Linked DNA regions of Ovis aries: region 2 is linked to region 1. The links are chromatin contacts, called in public Hi-C maps. All regions are on one chromosome and are shown on one strand. Each heading gives the region's core, a stretch centred on a gene start, on an enhancer-like site or on the middle of the called end of the contact. The rest is flanking DNA. Distances are from core to core; before and after follow the strand shown. Region 1 holds the start of LOC114114919 (GTPase HRas-like). Region 2 overlaps SMARCA4 (SWI/SNF related, matrix associated, actin dependent regulator of chromatin, subfamily a, member 4).

Region 1 (3,187 bases), core at 223-2,722:
TGGACACCTCCGTGCCCCCTCCACACCTGTCAGGAGCAGCACCTGAGCTCAGGCAGCCTAGGGCCCCCTCCTCGGGTGGCGTGCTGCCGGATCTCACGCACCAGTGGAAGAGGGCACCGGCTCAAGGGGAACACTGTCTCCGCCTCAAGCAGAATCCCAGATCCTTCCCCATTCACCCCACAAATGGGGAGCTGGGTCCTGCTTGTATCGGGCTCCAGGGGCACCCTACTGGAATACATGTCCTCAGCAGCCCTCCCACTGCCCACTGTGGGGTCAGAGCTGACCGGGACCTTGGGGCACTCTGCGGGCACATGGGCCAGGGCCAAAGGGTCACCGCTCCTGCTTGGCTCAGGGCAGCTCTCTCTGGGGACCTCCACCTCCCCTGGGAGCTGTGCCAGCCCAGACCAAGGTCCTGGACTCCCTCGCTGCCCCTGCCTCCTGGGGAGACTCACAGCTTGAGGGGCTGCTGGTTCACGGGAATCGCAGTGGGTTCCAGGGGTTCCCTTAGCTGGAGCCAGAGGTCGAGCAGCTGCCCTGGATGGAGGGAGAAGGGGCCCTGAGTGCTGTTCCCAGGTAGTGGGGGTGGCACAGGGCCCTGGCTGGATGGGGGGCAGGGAGGGGGGCTTCCACCTGGTGCATCTGGGCCAACACATCACTGCAGGGAACACTGCAGTTTTGGGTGAGGTTCTGGCCTGCTGAGACTCCATGGAACCATGACCAGGTCACACTTGTTCCCACCAGCACCACAGGTATGCCATCTGAGGCCTTCACCCACTTGATCTGCTCCCTACAAGGGGGAAGGCGTGATCCAGTGGGCAGCCTGTGGGCTGGGCTGCACTTGGGGCCACAGAGAGGACAGGAAGCCCCTGAAGGCCAGTGGTCAGCTCGCCAGGGCTGGTGGATGCCCTTGAAGGACTCAGTATCGCTGATGCAAGCACCCAGGGGAAAGCCCTCCCTGGTGCTCATGTACTGGTCTCCATGACGCTGACTCTCCTGGCCTGCTGTGTCCAGTAGGCAGGTCTCCCCATCAGTGACCACTTGCTTCCAGTAGGAGCTTAGAGGCAGCCAGCCTTCGTAGGAGGGGACCTTCCCTCGCTCCTCTTGTGCCCCCAGGACCTAGACAAGGGGACCCCTCCTGCAGAGCGAGTGGAGGACAAGCCCCTGTCAGGAGCCAGGCTGTGGACAAAAGTCGGCTCACCTGCATGGCGGCATTGTCGTCCACAGGGTGGTTCTCGATGAGCTGGATGGTCAGGGCGCTCTTCCTCACCATGGCGCCCACCACCACGAGCTTATCCCCCGTCATCACTCCTCAAGGGGCCCCAACACCAGGCACTGCAGGGGCTTCCTGTCCCACTGACCGAGGAAACCCTACTCGCACGCCCGCTGAGCTCCTGGGGCAGGCTGCTCGGCCCAGGCCTGTCTTCTGAACCAGGCATAGCAGCAAGAATGGCGGCCCAGGGGCTTCCCTGGTGGTCTAGTGGTTAAGAATCTGCCTTGCAACGCAGGGGACAAGGGTTTGCTCTGGAGAAACTAAGCCCCACGCCACAACTACTGAGCCGATAAGCCTCGAGGGAAGATCCAACATAATGCGATGAAGACGCAACATGCTGCAGCTGAGACTCAGCGCAGCCAAAGAAATAAATACGTTGAGGCAGTCTGAGCATGGGTTGGAAAAGTTTCCAGGTGCAGAGCATTTCATAAGGGAGGGTGTTGATTAAGAACCAAGAGCAGAGCTGAAGAGGGCGCAGCAGGCCAAACTCCTGACAGAGCAGGGAGACTCAAGAGTTTTCATGCATTAACAGCCAATTTTTATAGCCTCAGGACAAAATTGCTATGGAAGGTTGGCATTAGGTGATTGGTTGGGGCACTGTAGGGTGTTTATTAGAGTGGGCCTCTTTGTCTAACTGGGAGTCAGGAAGCTTGTTCGTGATGATCAGGGGGCTTTTGGCAAGGGTTACAAAGGGGCTCAGTTAGTTTCGGAGGTGACCTTGGTTCTGGGCTCCGCTTCTGTGGCCTAGGGGCAGAACTCAACAAAATATTTTTTAACAAAATGAGGGGAAAAAATGAATGGTGACCCAGCCGCTCACCTGCAGCACCTCCAGCCCAGAGGTGTGAGGGGAGTCCTACCTCCAGCTACACTTAATGAGAAGAGCCAGCCCCTCAAAGGCAGGGCTGACAGTTGAGAACATTCCCCCAAGCATGCACTTGAATTAGAAGCTACTGGGGAGGCAAAGAACTGAAACTGGAGGCACTGTGGACCCAAGGTTATCAGCACCCTCTGGAGAACAGACCTTGCCACAGTGGCAGGCACAGCAGTGTGTCTGGACAGGATTGACAGCCGACAACCGGCTCCAGGCCCCCCCTCCCCCGCTCCCACCCCTGGGCACGTTGGTGCATTTGGAAAGTGTTCACTGAGCACCTACTGGTGCCAGGGGTTTTTCCAGGCACAGGGTGACGGTCAGACAGAACCCCTGCCTTGGCAGACTTGGGCTAGCTCCAAGGAAAACAATCCACGTAAAAGAAAATAAAGGGAAACCTGTGAGGCCCCATTGCCAGAAGAACTTTGGAGAACGTGAGGCAGGTGAGGAGGTAGACAGGTGGGGGCCAGGGCTCCAGGAAGCAGAAACTTATCACAGGAAAAGACCCAAAGGAGGTGTGGGAGCCAGGGCAGAGAAGAGAAAGAAAAGGCCCCTATCTGGGGTGTCCCCAGTTTTTGGTGCTTAAAGAAGCGATGCCCTCGTGGGGACAGTGGGCAGTGACATTCTGAACCCCAGGTTCTCCTGGTGTGGGTGACGGCCACCAGATGTCCAAGTTTTTGGAGGGATCCTTGGGGATCTGGTGTGTGGGAGATCCTGCCTATCACCATGATCACGCGAGGGCCTGCATTTGGGGGCACCCAGAGCACTTGTGCAACCCGAGAAGATAGCACCTGGGACCTGGAGCCTTGAGGAGGTGGCCCACGCGAGGCACGCGGATCCGCCGCCTACGGCTCACCAGCGCCACCTTGTGCTCGCGTAGTAGAAGAGCTAAGATTCCACATGCCTCTCCAGGGGAAAAAAGCAAAACATAAAACAGAAGCAAATGTACCAAATTCTATAAAGACTTTTACAAGGGCCCACACCCAGAGAAATTTTAAGAGACTTCCCTTGTGGCCTGTGGCCTTCCCAAGTGGCACAGTGGTAAAGAA
Region 2 (3,312 bases), core at 614-3,113, 87 kb before region 1:
ACAGCCACTTCCTCAGTGGTGCACTGATTAAGACTGCGCTTCCAGTGCAGAAGGGCACGGGTTCAATGTCCAGTCAGGGAACTAGATCCCACGGGGAGGCCAAAAACAAACACACAAGCAAAAAAGATGTGATCAGCCACAGGGGGAACCAGAGGAAGGTACCAGGAGCTCTGGGTACCATCTTTCCAACTTTTCTATAAAGCTGACGCTATTTAAGAGTAAACAAACCATCACAAGGCAACGGCGGGGACGTGCTGAAAGGACATAGTAGTCTTCCCTGGAAAATCCCATGGACAGAGGAACCTGGTAGGCTACAGTCCATGGGGTCGAAAAGAGTTGGACATGACTGAGCGACTTTACTTTCACTTTCTTTCTTCAGCAAAATCCTTAATGATACAGTCCATGAGCCTATGCTGCTATGAAGAACTAAACCATTAAACTATCACACGGGGGAGAAGAGACAGCTTTCCCTTGCAGTGGATTCCAAGACTGCGGAAGGAACACTGGAAAGAGAAAACCTTGCCTGGGCACTTTCCAGGGGATCATCATTTCAGGCGAGAGTTTCTGATAGATGTTGAAATTACAGAGAAGAGTATGATGAGAAATGGGATAGTCACAGAGTTTCTCAGTATCTTCCCATGGGATACTTATAAATCACAAAGGAAAACTTTTTTGTTTGCATGGGAAAACCAGCAGGCACCACAAAAGGAGAACAAACCGGGGAATTCCCTGGTGGTCCAGCGGTTATGACTCCATGCTTCCATTGCAGGGGCAAGGGTTTGAACCTTGGTCGGGGAACTAAGATCCCTCGTGCTGCACCATCCGGCCAAAAGATAAAAGGACAGACCAAAGTGACGCTCTCCTGTTGTGGAGCCCTGGACTTGTGGCCTCTGATGTGAAGCCTCAGGAAGGGCACAAGAGCCCCTCCTGAAGGTTCTTGCCAGAATTCCAGAAAGAAGGACACATCACATGAGCCCTAAGGAGGGATGGTCTACCAAATACCTGCCCGGGATTCAGGCTCACGAAGGTCAAGAAGAACAAAGCCGAGCTGGGCAGCTGTCACGGAGACATCACAACACACGACAACAAAAGGCAGGGGAGGGACCCTGGACCAGAAAAAGGTCTTCAACTGACAACATCTGAACCGTGTCTCCGGAGTCACTAACAGTTAGTGATGATTTACCACCGCGCTGTTACTAGCCTGGTGTTAAAACTGTCCTAAGGTGATGTGAGCTCTGGGAGGCCAGGTAGAAGGTGTGCAGGAACTTTTTAAGCTGCTTTTGCAGTTGTTTGTAAGTCTTAAAAAATTTTCAAAATGAAAATTAACAACTGGTATCTCACTGTAGTTTTTTTTTTTTCACTGTAGTTTTGACGTGCATTTCTCCAGCTATTAGAGATGCTGAACAGCTTGTCATGTGCTCAGCACCTTTGCTGTCTACCTGAAACCGTCACAACATTGCTAATCGGCTATACTCCCATACAAAATAAAGTTTAAAGAAACGTATGCCAAAAAAGAGACAAACCATGGGACCTCCCTGGCAGTCCAGTGGTTAGGACTCCATGCTCTCATTGCTGAGGGTACTGAGAAGCTCTATGACTATCTACTTTCTCATCTATGATCCCGAAAACAGCAAGGTGCAGCCAAGAAAAGACAAACCCAGTCTGTCGCATAGCACGCTAGACACAGAACTATTCTGGTGGAGATAAAGTCCCACCTAAACAGAAGGGAGGGGACAGGGGCCCTTGGAGAGCTGTGGACAGTACACAGGTGAGGGCCACGGGCACTGACAAGAAGATTTACACCACCATAAGCAAGAGAAAGCAAAGGGGGAAATCAACTTCTCCCAGTAAACTGTGGAGGCTCCTGAGGCCCCTCAGCCATGGGTGCATGGCGTCTGGAGGCCTGGCCATCTTCCAGGCAGGAAAGTATGTTCCCATGGGCTGGGGGATGAGGACATGGTTTCCCATTGCCCGCCTCGACAGCTGACGTGGCCCCTACTGCACACTGGGCCGAAGGCAAGGGCTTCCCCTTCTGAGCCAGGCCTGAGTGCACACACTCAGGCCTGGCCACATCAGAGCAGACCATCCCCTGGGCCCGCAGCTGGACTGCCGCCTAACATGTGACTGGAACCAGGTCAAGGACAGCCAGTCCCAGGACTTCTGGAAAAACCCTACAGGCAGAAGAACCATCGTGTGTCATATGCAGAGCTAGGAAGAGGCAGCCCCGGAGTAGCTAAGGAATCTCGGCCCCAGAAGCATGTCTGTGGGGAGGAAGAGGCTGGTACCACCAAGAGATTGCAAGTGAGCGCTTCCACAGGATGCCATTCAGGTACCAGACACCACAGCTGAGCATCTGTGGTGCCCGGACTGGGCTGGGATGCAACCGGTATAGCTCAGAGCCCTAGCAGGAAGCGGAAACAGCACCTGAACAAACACCAAAACTCCATGCTTTTAGCGGGGGGTTATCTGACTCCCGTGACAACCTGGAGCGGAACCTGCTGGTTGAAGGACTTGAAGAGGACACCAAAGACAGCCTATGAGAGTTGCCCCAACAGGGATTATATGGGCAGGCACCCCAGAACCTGCCCTTCCTCTACCCCTGTGCCTTGAACCCAGAAACAGGCAGCTGTGCGCTGGGTGGGTCCCCCTAGAATTCACATGCAGACATCTTCATACCCAGAGCCCAACTATGTTTGGAAATAGGATCTTTAAAGAAGTCATGAAGGGACTTCCCTGTGGTCCAGTGGTTAAGAATTCACCTTTTGAGGCAGGGAATGTGGGTTTGATCCCTGGTAGGGGAACTAAGATCCCATATGCTGCAGGGCAACTAAGCCCGTGCTCCACAACTACTGAGCCAGCCACAACTACAACCCGATGCAGGGCTTCCCTGTTGGGTCAGCGGCAAGGAGTCCGTCAGCCAATGCAGGAGACACAGGTTCAATCCTTGATCCAGGAGAATCCCACACGCCGCGGAACAGCTAGACCTGTGCGCCACAGCTATTAAGCCTGTGCTCTAGCGCCTGGGAGCACTAGAGAGAAGCCCGTGTGCCCCAACTACTGGGGGTGTGAACCACAGCAAAAAGCCCGCACGCTGCAACAAAGATCCTGCGTGCCACAACTAAGACCTCACTCAGCCAAGTAAATAAATATTAGAAAACAAAAAAAAAGGTAATGAATAAAAATGAGGTCCTTAGGGTGAGCGCTAATCCAAGACTATATGACTTCCTTATAAGAACAGGAAATGAGGGTGCAGACACACAGAGGGAAGGCGAAGTAAAGACATGGGGAGAAGGCCCTGTCTGCAAGGTTAGG

The links. A called contact is a pair of places that touch in the nucleus more often than the background predicts.
Region 2: a Hi-C map of tail adipose tissue shows a contact between it and region 1, with 3 times the contacts expected there. The contact joins the enhancer-like site here to the promoter of LOC114114919 in region 1. A contact is called at or near these places in 6 of 16 Hi-C or Micro-C datasets (blood, hypothalamus, liver and 2 more).

What each region holds. Positions count from the first base shown.
Region 1 is chr5:13,213,584-13,216,770 of ARS-UI_Ramb_v3.0, reverse strand. It overlaps LOC114114919 (GTPase HRas-like), which reads right to left and starts at 1,472. Exons shown (of 4, transcript XM_027970563.2): 1 at 1,211-1,472; 2 at 890-1,086; 3 at 729-787; 4 at 449-534. The coding sequence starts at 1,303. The coding sequence ends at 449.
Region 2 is chr5:13,301,017-13,304,328 of ARS-UI_Ramb_v3.0, reverse strand. The region is part of intron 16 of SMARCA4 (SWI/SNF related, matrix associated, actin dependent regulator of chromatin, subfamily a, member 4); the gene reads right to left. Among named protein-coding and RNA genes, the nearest start is that of SMARCA4, 46 kb to the right of the region's middle. Within about 2 kb of position 1,863, at least 4 of the 54 cell types and tissues checked have an H3K27ac peak or open chromatin away from gene starts, as enhancers often do. A contact at or near this core is called in tail adipose tissue, where this site is marked.